Regions from separate parts of the Anser cygnoides genome. Here region 2 is linked to region 1. The links are chromatin contacts, called in public Hi-C maps. All regions are on one chromosome and are shown on one strand. The core of a region is the stretch at or near the end of the contact, and the rest is flanking DNA. Distances in the headings are between cores, read along the strand shown.

Region 1 (5,123 bases), core at 923-3,422:
TCTCTAAGACCCAAACCACAACACAGATGTCCTTGAGCCCGTTGTGAGACACCTCACAGCAGGAAAGAGTCACACCTAGCCCTGGCGAAAGGGCTGACATGCTGGCTGCTCTTGGCACTGCGAAATCACCACGGGTCGGGGTGGAAAACTGCGTGTGTGTGTACACAGTTGTGCGCAGGGACAGGTGGCCCACATGGAAGTCCTACCTCATGTCAGCTGAGATGCCTACAATTCATGTCGGATTTAGAAAGAGGGGAGAAAAGCCAAGTTTACCGGAATAGAAGTGCAGCTCCTAGCACTTTGATTCACTTGCAGTTGTACATTTCTGCCTTGTACCTCCTTGAGGTGAAGCTTGAAGATATGAGTCGGGGTGCATGCTTGCCCGTGCAGCTGCAGATGCTCTCTGCAACCCTCCTAGCCCCCTTCCTGCTACGGATCCCAAACCTCACCAATATGTGAGGTTCGGGCCCGCCACCTCTGAGAAAGGCAAAAATTAAATGTTTTGATTTCTGGCCCAAACCTTACAGGTTCTACCCCAAAACTCCCTGTTTCCTCTGTAAAAACTCAAACTTCTGTGCCTGAGAGGGGAGGGGATGCATGGCTTCTTCACCTACCTCCAGTGACAGGCTTACACATTTTTTCCCTACAGGGATGTACTCCGGTAGGAAATGGCATTGCAAAACCTCAAACATCCTTATCAGCCATTTGCTGGACCTGCCCAGAATTGCTTGGGCTGTTTATAGATATGAAAGCTTTTTTTGCGTATGCAGTTTGCAGACATCAGCCAGCTCACGGGCAGAGACAGGACTAGGAGAGAAAGGCATTTTTGTGGCGTTGAGGCCATCTTTGTGCTTTATGATTAAACGTGGCACCTTCTAGTCCTGGTTGTGAGTTGGGGTCTTTTGACGTGCCCCTTTCTGAGTTTCTGCCAGGCTGTAGGCTGCAGGGACCCCCAGAGAAGAGAGACTGTGCTGGAAGAAGGGTGAACATAGAATCATATTTACGAAAAGGGATAAACCCCCAGGACACTCAGGGAGAAGATGGCGTGAAGATGAAGAACACCTTTCCCACCACAGAATCATTTAGGACAGAAAAGACCCCTAAGATCACCAAATCCAACTGAAAACTGCGACGAGTTGCTGCATTTGCTCAGGCCACCCAGCTCCGTAACCCGGCCTCCTGCCAAAGGACATCTCCTGTGCCTCCCCTTCCTCAGCTCTACAAAACAGGGCTCTTCGGAGCCGTGTTTCTTGCTGCTGCCTGAAACTGCGGCTGAGCACCGTGGCCTGGGTGCAGTGAAGGCGAAATGCCCTGTGTGAGGTGTGAGAGTGACTGCAACCAGGGCAAGGCTGCCTTTGTGCATCTCCTCCCTGGACGCAAGGCGTTGCCGCCATCTAGTGATAGAGGATTCATCGGTGGCTGGCGGAACCTGGGGTCTGCAGCTCTCCCGGGCCTGGGGATGCTTTGGTGGAGGTATAGAAAGGGCACCCAAACCCAGCTTCTCACTGCTACATATGCCTTTCTGTTTTCTTACTCTTTGCTACGCTTCAGGATGCCTTTCGTGGGTAGAGAGGTTGAGGAAATCCAACCTGGACGGATGGAAACTGATGGAAACTGTTAAAAAAAGCTGGAAAAGTGACACAGTAGCTTTGGTTAGTGTTTGCAAACACAGCTGATTTCTGATAGGCAAGTCCAAAGAGCAACTGAGCACCCATCAACTCCTCAGGAACATACAAGGTCCAAAGTGGAAGTGCACATCCAAGCAGAAACACGGAGGCACTGGGCAGTACCAGGTTAATCAAAGGCTGTTACATCTTCCAGATCTTGGGTCTGCTACCGCAGCTGACAAGGAAATGATAATTCCAAAAATGAAAGCACGGAGATTGCAGGGCAGGGCATGGGAAAAGCCCTCCCGAGAAATGGCACGGCCCACGTGCTCCTTGTGCTCACCTCTGGCCGCCACATAAGCAGTACTTAGCTCATCCCCAGCTGCAGCAGTAGCAAATGCTGACATCCGCCACGGCATTAACCCATGACCTCGTTAGCAAGAGCTATCACCACTGACAGGCACGGGGCGTAGTTAAAGCTGCATCAGCAGCCTTGAGACTATTTATTTACAAGCACAGAGCAGCAGGTATCCAGTTTTTTTTTTATTATTATTATTTTTTATATTTTTTTTTCAGGGGTCCTGTATGTGCTACATTGTAAGCTCTTCACTTGAAAAAAAAATACTTTTAGATGAAGCAGTGAAATAATCTCATGCAGCTAATTCACACGTGAGAAGTCTTAGATATATATGAGGTAAATGCCTGGAGGTGCCAGTGGTGGGAGAGGTGAGGTGACCCTGCAGGGTCATGTCACTTGTGAAGATGATCATATACGCGTTGGTAATATTGAATTATGTTGGTAACAAAAATTATCAGCTTGTGTGGGTTTTCCTAGGGATTTGATCCTTCCCTTGTTCTGCTGAAGGTTCTGCTCAAACTGTGCTCTGCCTCTGCATGAACCCCAAATTCAGCACGCTCTCATGGCAGAAGGAAGAGATCAGGGCAGAAGAGACAAACCACGTACCCTGCAGCTCTCAGTGTTTTATTCATTTCTATCATTTTGCTGTCCTGCCCAGAAATGCTATTTATTTTTTATTTATTATTTTGTGCGTGTGTGTGAGCTGCTGCTGAAACGTGATGGAGAAAAATACCCTTCCAGAGCAGGTAAACAAGGGATTAATAACTAACTGGAGCATGTATTAATAGATCACTTACCTTCTGAAAATACACAGGGCATTAAAAACTTATGGGACTGAAAACATCTATTGAGACCACTGTGGCACTGCGGGATTTGCCCTGCATGTCAGGGCCAGCTTGAGGTAAGTGGCCCGTGTCCCCAAAACAGGGTCCTCGGGTGACCCCAGGGCTTTTGGTGACTCCAGGAAGCACCAGGGACGGCCCTGGGGAGGTTTCACAACTGACTGAAGCCCGAGCTGTCCCTGGAGAGCAAGGTCCTGCCTTGCCAATTCCAGTCCCCCTGTGAACCGGCCTGGGATGGGGACAGACCCTGATCAAGGGGTTGGGAGCCCGTAACGTGAAACTCTTACGGTGAGGAGACGGGGGCAGCTTGGGTGATAGTTTGTATAATAAATTCAGGGATCTGTTGTTGGCTGGTCTCTGAGATGTGGTGAATTTGGAGACTACCAGCATTGCTCCGTCCCACTGGGTAGCCTCGCTCGCTGGTAGCCGGGCTGGTTGGAGCAGTGATGTGTTTTGGGTCGGTTTCTGGCACTTTGGAGGCAGCGTGTCCCTTCTGTCCCATGAGCTTTCTGACTCACAGCCGGTGGTAACCAGGCACCCTCTGCACCTTGCCTTACTGGGCTCCAGTCCCTGCACCTGCTGCAGCTGTGCATGCAGCCCCATACAGGCACTAACCGAGGAAAACCAGGCAAGGAAATCAAGTAAAAATCAAGAAAAGGGACGCACAGCCCTTCCCTGCCTCAGTTTCCCCACGGAGGGACGGCGCTGCTCCAAGTCACAGCCTCCCAGGGTGAACTGCATGGTGGGAAGGCACTCACGGAGCTTTCTGATCCTACTTCCTGCAGATTTAACCTTAAATTTAAACCCAACCCGGGGCCTGCCCTGCTGAACTCCGAGCTTTCCCCTCCAACCATGGACCCCCCCCCGCCCCGCGCCTGGCCGCCATTTCCCGGCCCTGCTCCCGCCTCCGCCCCCTCACGGCCCCGGAGCCGTGGCCGAGCTGATCCGGGTTAAAGGCTGGTTGTTTACCACCTCTGGAAGCTTTTTTTTCCCCCTTTGTCTGCTCTTGTGGGGCAGCTCTGAAGGGTAATTGTGTGTGTGTGTGTCGGGGGACGGGTTGGTTGCTTTGGCAAGGAGGGGAAATTTGGAAGGAACGAAAGCATTGTGCACAAGGTGCTGGGGCAGAAAGCCCTGCAGGCTCAAAGCCCCAGACCTTGCGGATACCTTTATGAAAAAGAAAAAAGGGGATCCTGGAAGTTTGTTGTACTTGTCGCGCAAATCCTGTCCTTGCTTTAACCCTTTTGAACAAAATCAGGCTGCACTAGATGCATAATCCTTCCCCCCTTTCCTCCGCTTTCTCTCTCCCTCTTACTCCCCTCCCTGTTTTCCCTGTTTCCTCCTTTACTGTTTTTTAAAGAGATTCTTATTTGCTTATTTTTATTTTAAAGCTCCAGCCTTTGCACGTAGCCTGTAGGGGACGTCAGGTGCAGGCACGGTGCCTGCTGCAGCAGCAGGGACGTGTCCGGATCAGGGGAAGCCCGACAAGAGGGCTCCTCGCAGCCCCCTGGGTGCAAACCCCACTCAGCGCTTCCACTGCCCACAAAATACCCCACAACGCTGCCCTCCGGCTGTGTGTGTCCACATTGGAGGTGTCTGGGAGGTCTGCTTGGGCGTTCCTAATGGGGCGGCTGCTCTGGGGTCCTGGCAGTGACCGTGGTGTCCCCCAACAGCACCCATGGAGTATGTCAGCACACGGGGAGGCTCGAGGGCTGTCGACTTCGAGGGAGCCCTCTTCTCCGGCTACGCTCCTGACGGCGGCCTCTTCATGCCCCGGAGCATCCCCTCACTGGACGGGGCCACCCTGCAGCGCTGGAGCCGCCTCTCCTACCCCGAGCTGGTGAAGGAGCTGTGCTCCCTCTTCATCGCGCCCGAGCTGGTCCCGCGGAGCGCCCTCAACGGTGAGCCTCAACCGGGCGGTGGGAGCTATTAGCAGGGACGTGTGTGAGGATTTTGGGGTGTTTGGATGCTTCCACCTGCATTAGCCCCATCCTCTTGCAGCCCCCAGAGGATGGAGCCAGCTGCACCATCGCCTGATCCGTTTTCTTCCCTCTTTTCCCTCGCCTTGCTGGGGCTTGTTACCTTCTGGACAAGGTGTTCCCTATGTGCTGGGGACTGTGGTGATCGCAGCAGCGGTAGCTGGTGCTGTGGCACTGCTGACTGCTGGGAAACTGCTGTGCTGGCTCCAGACCTGATATCCCATCAGGGTTTGCTGCTGCTCCATGCTTTATAACGTTTTTAAGCCATCCCTTCCACCAGAGGGCAGCTACAACCTCTGTCTCAACAGGGTGCTGTAATAAAACTTGGGTTTCCTTTATT
Region 2 (5,123 bases), core at 1,804-4,303, 210 kb before region 1:
TGTGAGTAGCGATAAAATAATCGGCTAAAAAACCCGTAAGTATTTATTTTTCTGTATTGTATGATTAAAATCCTGTCTAAGTAGATTGGGAAATATATTCTCAAATTATGCAACAAATTCACAGATATTTATAGCCACAATTTAACATCTTACATCTTCCAATTCTTGTAAAATTTCACTGGTTACCCCAAGTTTATATCTCCTAAAGGGTATAGATAATTTTAAAAATATATTTGGTCTTGATCTAAATCCTTCAAGGGATAAAGAATCCTAGGGAAGTGAAGCGAGTAGCTAATTATCTTCCCTACTTATAATGATAATAATAAAAAACTTAACTGCCTTCAGCTTCTAGCCCCCGAGTTTTGGATACCTCTGCTCTTCCAGGATGGAAAGCTTCTTTGCACCCGGAATGCTTGATTTTTATTTATTTATTTACTTAACCTGTCCAGACTCCTCTCAACTTGTACTTTGTCTACTTTGCCATCTTCTCATCTGGTCTTTGCTGATTTTTTTACTTTATTTATATTCAGAATGTTGCATTTTGGTCAGATGACTCTTCTCTTAGCACCCTGCTATTGGCTCATCTGTTATTTCAAAAATGTGAGTTAACTTCAAAAGTGTAAGTTAACTTCCAATGTCATTCATGGACAACATCACCCCAGCTGCCATCCTGTCCTTACTCTCTTACTCTTGGCCCTCCAGGCTGGTATCCTACCCAAACCGTGCCATTTTTCAAACAACCACTCCTGATGTTCACCCTACTCTTTGCACGTGGGAGTTGGCTATTCACAAAACCCACGTTGTTGTCTTTCAAATCCCTCCTTAAAGCTTTTCTTTCTTATGGTGCCTGCAGAAAATGTTTACCCTTCGGCAACTGGTATGCTACCAACAGTTAGGTCTATTGTATCAGCTAATACTGTTTCTTTATTGCCTAACACTTCTCTTCCTGTATTAATCAGCTACCCTTTGAGGCCAAGTGTTTTCCATGCATAAAAACTAAGGGCTTTAAATAAGGAGGGTATACAATACACACTGTAGGATGTACAATACATTGTGTACAACTGCTGTTACAATAGCAAAACAAGTAATTTGGTAGTTTCAAATACAGTTTGCTTTATACAGTATCTCATCGCAAGTTCCATGTTGTAGGCCTGGTCTATATGCTAAATATTTAAATCTGAGAAGCAAACTTACCCATTCTTCCTTTTCATGGCTGTTAACGAGTATTTCTCCAGGCTTTGTGTGGTTGCTCATATATTAGATTCGTTTTCTACTATCCACTTTTGTTTATTTTCCCTGCTGAAAATGCTGCACAGTGCCAAGTTCATCTCACTGCTAGGAATCACTGAAGAAGTCTTAAAGTTACCGGGGTATTTGGGCTGCCTGATCCCCAGTGCGAAGGACAGGAATTCCCTCATCATGGTGAGCAAGGAATTTTTGTGCCATACGTGAGAGTGTTTGAATGTAGTAGTTAAGCGTCCAATGCAGAATCCTACAGCAAACTGGTGGGAAAAGCTTTTAAATGTAGAGAGCTGGGGGTCGGCCTCTTCTCACAGATAACCAGTGATAGGACTAGAGGGAATGGCCTCAAGTTGTGCCAGGGGAGGTTCAGGTTGGAAATGAGGAGACATTTCTTCTCAGAAAGAGCAGTCAGGCGTTGGGACGGGTTGCCCAGGGAGGTGGCGGCGTCACCGTCCCTGGGGGTGTTCGAGGAAAGGTTGGTCCTGGTGCTTGGGGACATGGGTTAGTGGTGACATTGGTGGTTGGACCAGATGATCTTGAAGGTCTTTTCCCACCTTAGTGATTCTGTGAAAACACTTAGCACAAGTAGTGCTACGTTCTTGAGAAAATGGTGGAAGAGATCTGACCATGGCAGGAGCATCCAACCTGTCTGCAGCAGAGCTGGTGGGTGTTCGGGGCCAGGTAAGTTCCTGGTCATGGGAGGAACCAGCAGAAAACATGAGGTAAATGCTCTCTGCTTTCCCCGAGCAGGATGACTCAATAGCTTCTTTGCCTTAGGTACTTCATTTTTGTTCTTCTTCCTCCCACGTCATCATTTAGGAAAGTCTTGTGGTAAAAGATGAGTGCTGTGTCTTGCTAGGTTACTTCACGACACAACCAGCTTGCTTGTCACCATTTTATCAGTTGAACTTCTTGGTTTCATGACCTCTGCCACAGCCTTTCACAACAGCATGGAGGTCCACCATGAAAGGAACAGAGGATGTGAGGTGACAGAACCCATTAGCTTTTAAACATGGCTACATAAACCACACGAAAAGCTCTCCACACCCTTAAGGAACCTCTAGAAGACTTAATTTCCCCCCCTGAACGTGCTCCTGCCGCCCACGAGCCCCCTTTCCCCATTCCACCCAGCCCCAAACCACCACACAAGATGGCGGCCACGAGGCGCCCCCGCCCGCCCTTGGGCCGCAGCGCGCATGCGTAGGAGCGGCCGGTGGGCAGGTGGCGGTGCCCCGCGCCCTGTGCGCATGCGCAGCAGGCGTCCCGCAGCGCCCCCGCAGGTGCACCTTGCCACCGCGCGCATGCGCACGACCGCCCGCCAGGTGCCCCCTCCCCCCGTGCTATATCTGAGTACGCCGCGGATCGCACGTATAAGGGGCCGCAGCACGCCCCTCAGCCTGCCACGGATCCTTCCGCCGGCTCCAAAAAAGGCACTTGTGGGTTAAAGCTCGGCTCGGCTGCCGCACCGATAGAAGCGCTGCGGCGCGGAACGGCCTCAAGTGTGCCGGTTTTCCCTCTGGGCCCCACCCGAGCCCCTCCGCGGAGGCGGTTGTCCGGGGGGACTCTTTGCGGAGGGATACCATTCCTCCACACACATCGAGGAGACCGTTTGGGGGCGGGGCCGGCGAGCCGCGGGCGCCGCCCCTCCGCACCAATCGCAGCGGGAGGCTCCGCGACGGGCAGCCAATGGGCGCGGCGGGCGGCGCGGCGGGGGCGGGGCTAAGGAGCGGCGGCGGCGGCGGCGGCTGAGGGGGAGCGGCGCGATCGCGCTCGGCGCTGTGTGGAGGCCGCGGGGGGGCGGGGAGGGGGGGGGGAGGCGAGGCTGAGGGGAGGAAGCGGGCGAGGCTCGGCTGAGGGGCGCTCGGCGGGGAGCCCGGCCGCCTCCTTCCCCGTTCGGGGGGCTCCTGAGGGGAGAGGCAGGAACAAAGAGGCCGCGGGGGCCTCCGCTTTGAGGGGGGGGGGGTCCCTCCGCTCTGCTTAATTAACGAGGGGGGGGCTGCGAGGAGGAAGGGGGAGGCCGCCGCCTCCGTTTCTTCGGCCCCATCCTCCCCCCCATGAGTTAAGATGGTGCTGAGGCTGGAGGGCAGCTGGTCGCTGCTGGTGGGCAAGCGCTTCCTCAGCCTGCTCGGCGACGACGACGGGCCCTGGGACACGGAGCGCGTGGCGGAATGGCCCTGGAAGGCGGGCAGGATCCGCGCCGTCTCGCACACCGACATATCCAAGCCTGACCTTAAGGTAATGGGGAGCCGGCCCAGAGGCCTTCGGGAGGCCGGGCTGCTCGCCTCGCCGCCTGGAGACCCGCTGCGTGCCTCTGGGTACGAGGCACGCGGGGTGTCGCAGCCCGTAAACACCCCCTGCTTTTGGGGGGAGAGGTCGCTGGAAGAAGGAGAAGACCTGACCCAGGGAGCCCCCTGCCCAGCTGGCACGCCGGCAGACATGTGCGCCCCCGGCTAAAGTCCCCGAGGTGCTCGCGCTGTTGCCGGAAACGGCCCCAAACTAATTGGAGACGGGTTGCGTTCCGCCAGCGCTTTCAGAACTTTTTGTTGTAACCCATTTGCAGAGATTTTCTGTTTGCGTGTTTCCCAAGTATGGTTGGAGACCTTGTTTGTAAACAGTTTTCTTCCCCGGAGCTGCTTATGGAACTGAAATGCTCCTTGTTGGAGTGGTGGCTCTCCTTTCTTCTTCTTTGGAGAAGGCGATAAGGAACAAATGTTTCTGTTGTCTTCAATCAGTGCCGCAGACGTAGCAAATGTGTGTGTGGGGTTGGAGGCTCCTCAGGCTCTTCTCGTGTGGTGGCTGTGTCTTAATGACGGTTACTGGTGGGCTTCTTGTGTGCACCATCAATTATTGCAGGCTTGGTGTAATTCATTAACTGTATGTTCTGGGGGGAAATCGGAGACTGACAGAAGCTCGTAAGCACCTCTTTAGGAACTGTAGCCAGGAAAGCTATCCAAGCACGTCTAAAAGTATTTTTAGGATATAAAGTATTTGCTGAGGCCAAAACTCCATTACAGTAACAGAATCTTGGTACTCCCGTTTGTTTCTGCAGGGGATCTGGGCAGGCTGTCCTGTGACACCAGGTCTTCCCATTAAAATTGTTTCCCTTTTTTTTTTTTTATTAACGGGGAGAGTTTTGTGACCCCTGGTTAACCGAGGAAGCACCTTTCTGAACAAGAAGGCGGCTCAGCTTTACATTTATTTCTTGAGCGTGCAAACTTTGGGGTGTGTTGTGGAGAGTCCCGAGTTGTTGGAGGCTGAGCTTCTTGTCCCATGCGAGTACCTGGGGTGGAGCTTGCCCCACGGGGCCGTGCCCATCCCTTGCTTGGTGTGTGGAGGAAGATGTTGTTGCAGATAACTTCTTCGGGGCCTTCTCTGGGACTAAAAGGGAGAAGGAGCAGGTGCTCTCAGGGACTTCAGTGCTCTGCTGTGTGCCTTGTAGCTGGTTACGGTGCCGCCAGAAGCGATTACCTTCGTGCGTTCTCTGGTAAAAGTGTAGAAGTTGTGAAGCAGACAATCGAGGCGTAATGAACTTCTCGTACCAAAATACGTGCTACCTCCTTTCCTCTGTCGCAAGGAAGAGGAATGTCTAGGAATGCCCGAAATAGTGATGGATTGAAAAAAGCATCCAGAAGAGTAGAAATCCTTAATCTTTCCCACCTTGCTTCTCATAGAATGTCAGGAGCGAGCTACAGAAACGAACGACTGCTAGCGATGTTGGAAAGCCTTTTCTCAACCCTATTTTCCTGTTTGTGCAGTGTTGATACTCCAACCAGAACAAGCCATTCTGGTTCTGGTAGTTGTGCTGTTTGCTTATCTCTTTCACCGTTTCCGTGAACTTCAGAATGACTAAATTCGGTTCTGCACCCGTCAGGTCTGCGGTT

What was found. A called contact is a pair of places that touch in the nucleus more often than the background predicts.
Region 2: a Hi-C map of liver shows a contact between it and region 1, with 7 times the contacts expected there. The contact joins the promoter of KDM3A here to the promoter of THNSL2 in region 1. A contact is called at or near these places in 2 of 7 Hi-C or Micro-C datasets (both in liver).

The regions. Positions count from the first base shown.
Region 1 is chr4:5,981,721-5,986,843 of Taihu_goose_T2T_genome, reverse strand. THNSL2 (threonine synthase like 2) reads left to right here and starts at 2,172. Exons shown (of 9, transcript XM_048081105.2): 1 at 2,172-2,301; 2 at 4,478-4,705. The coding sequence starts at 4,483.
Region 2 is chr4:6,188,772-6,193,894 of Taihu_goose_T2T_genome, reverse strand. It overlaps KDM3A (lysine demethylase 3A), which reads left to right and starts at 3,053. Exons shown (of 25, transcript XM_013177845.3): 1 at 3,053-3,477. The coding sequence starts at 3,307.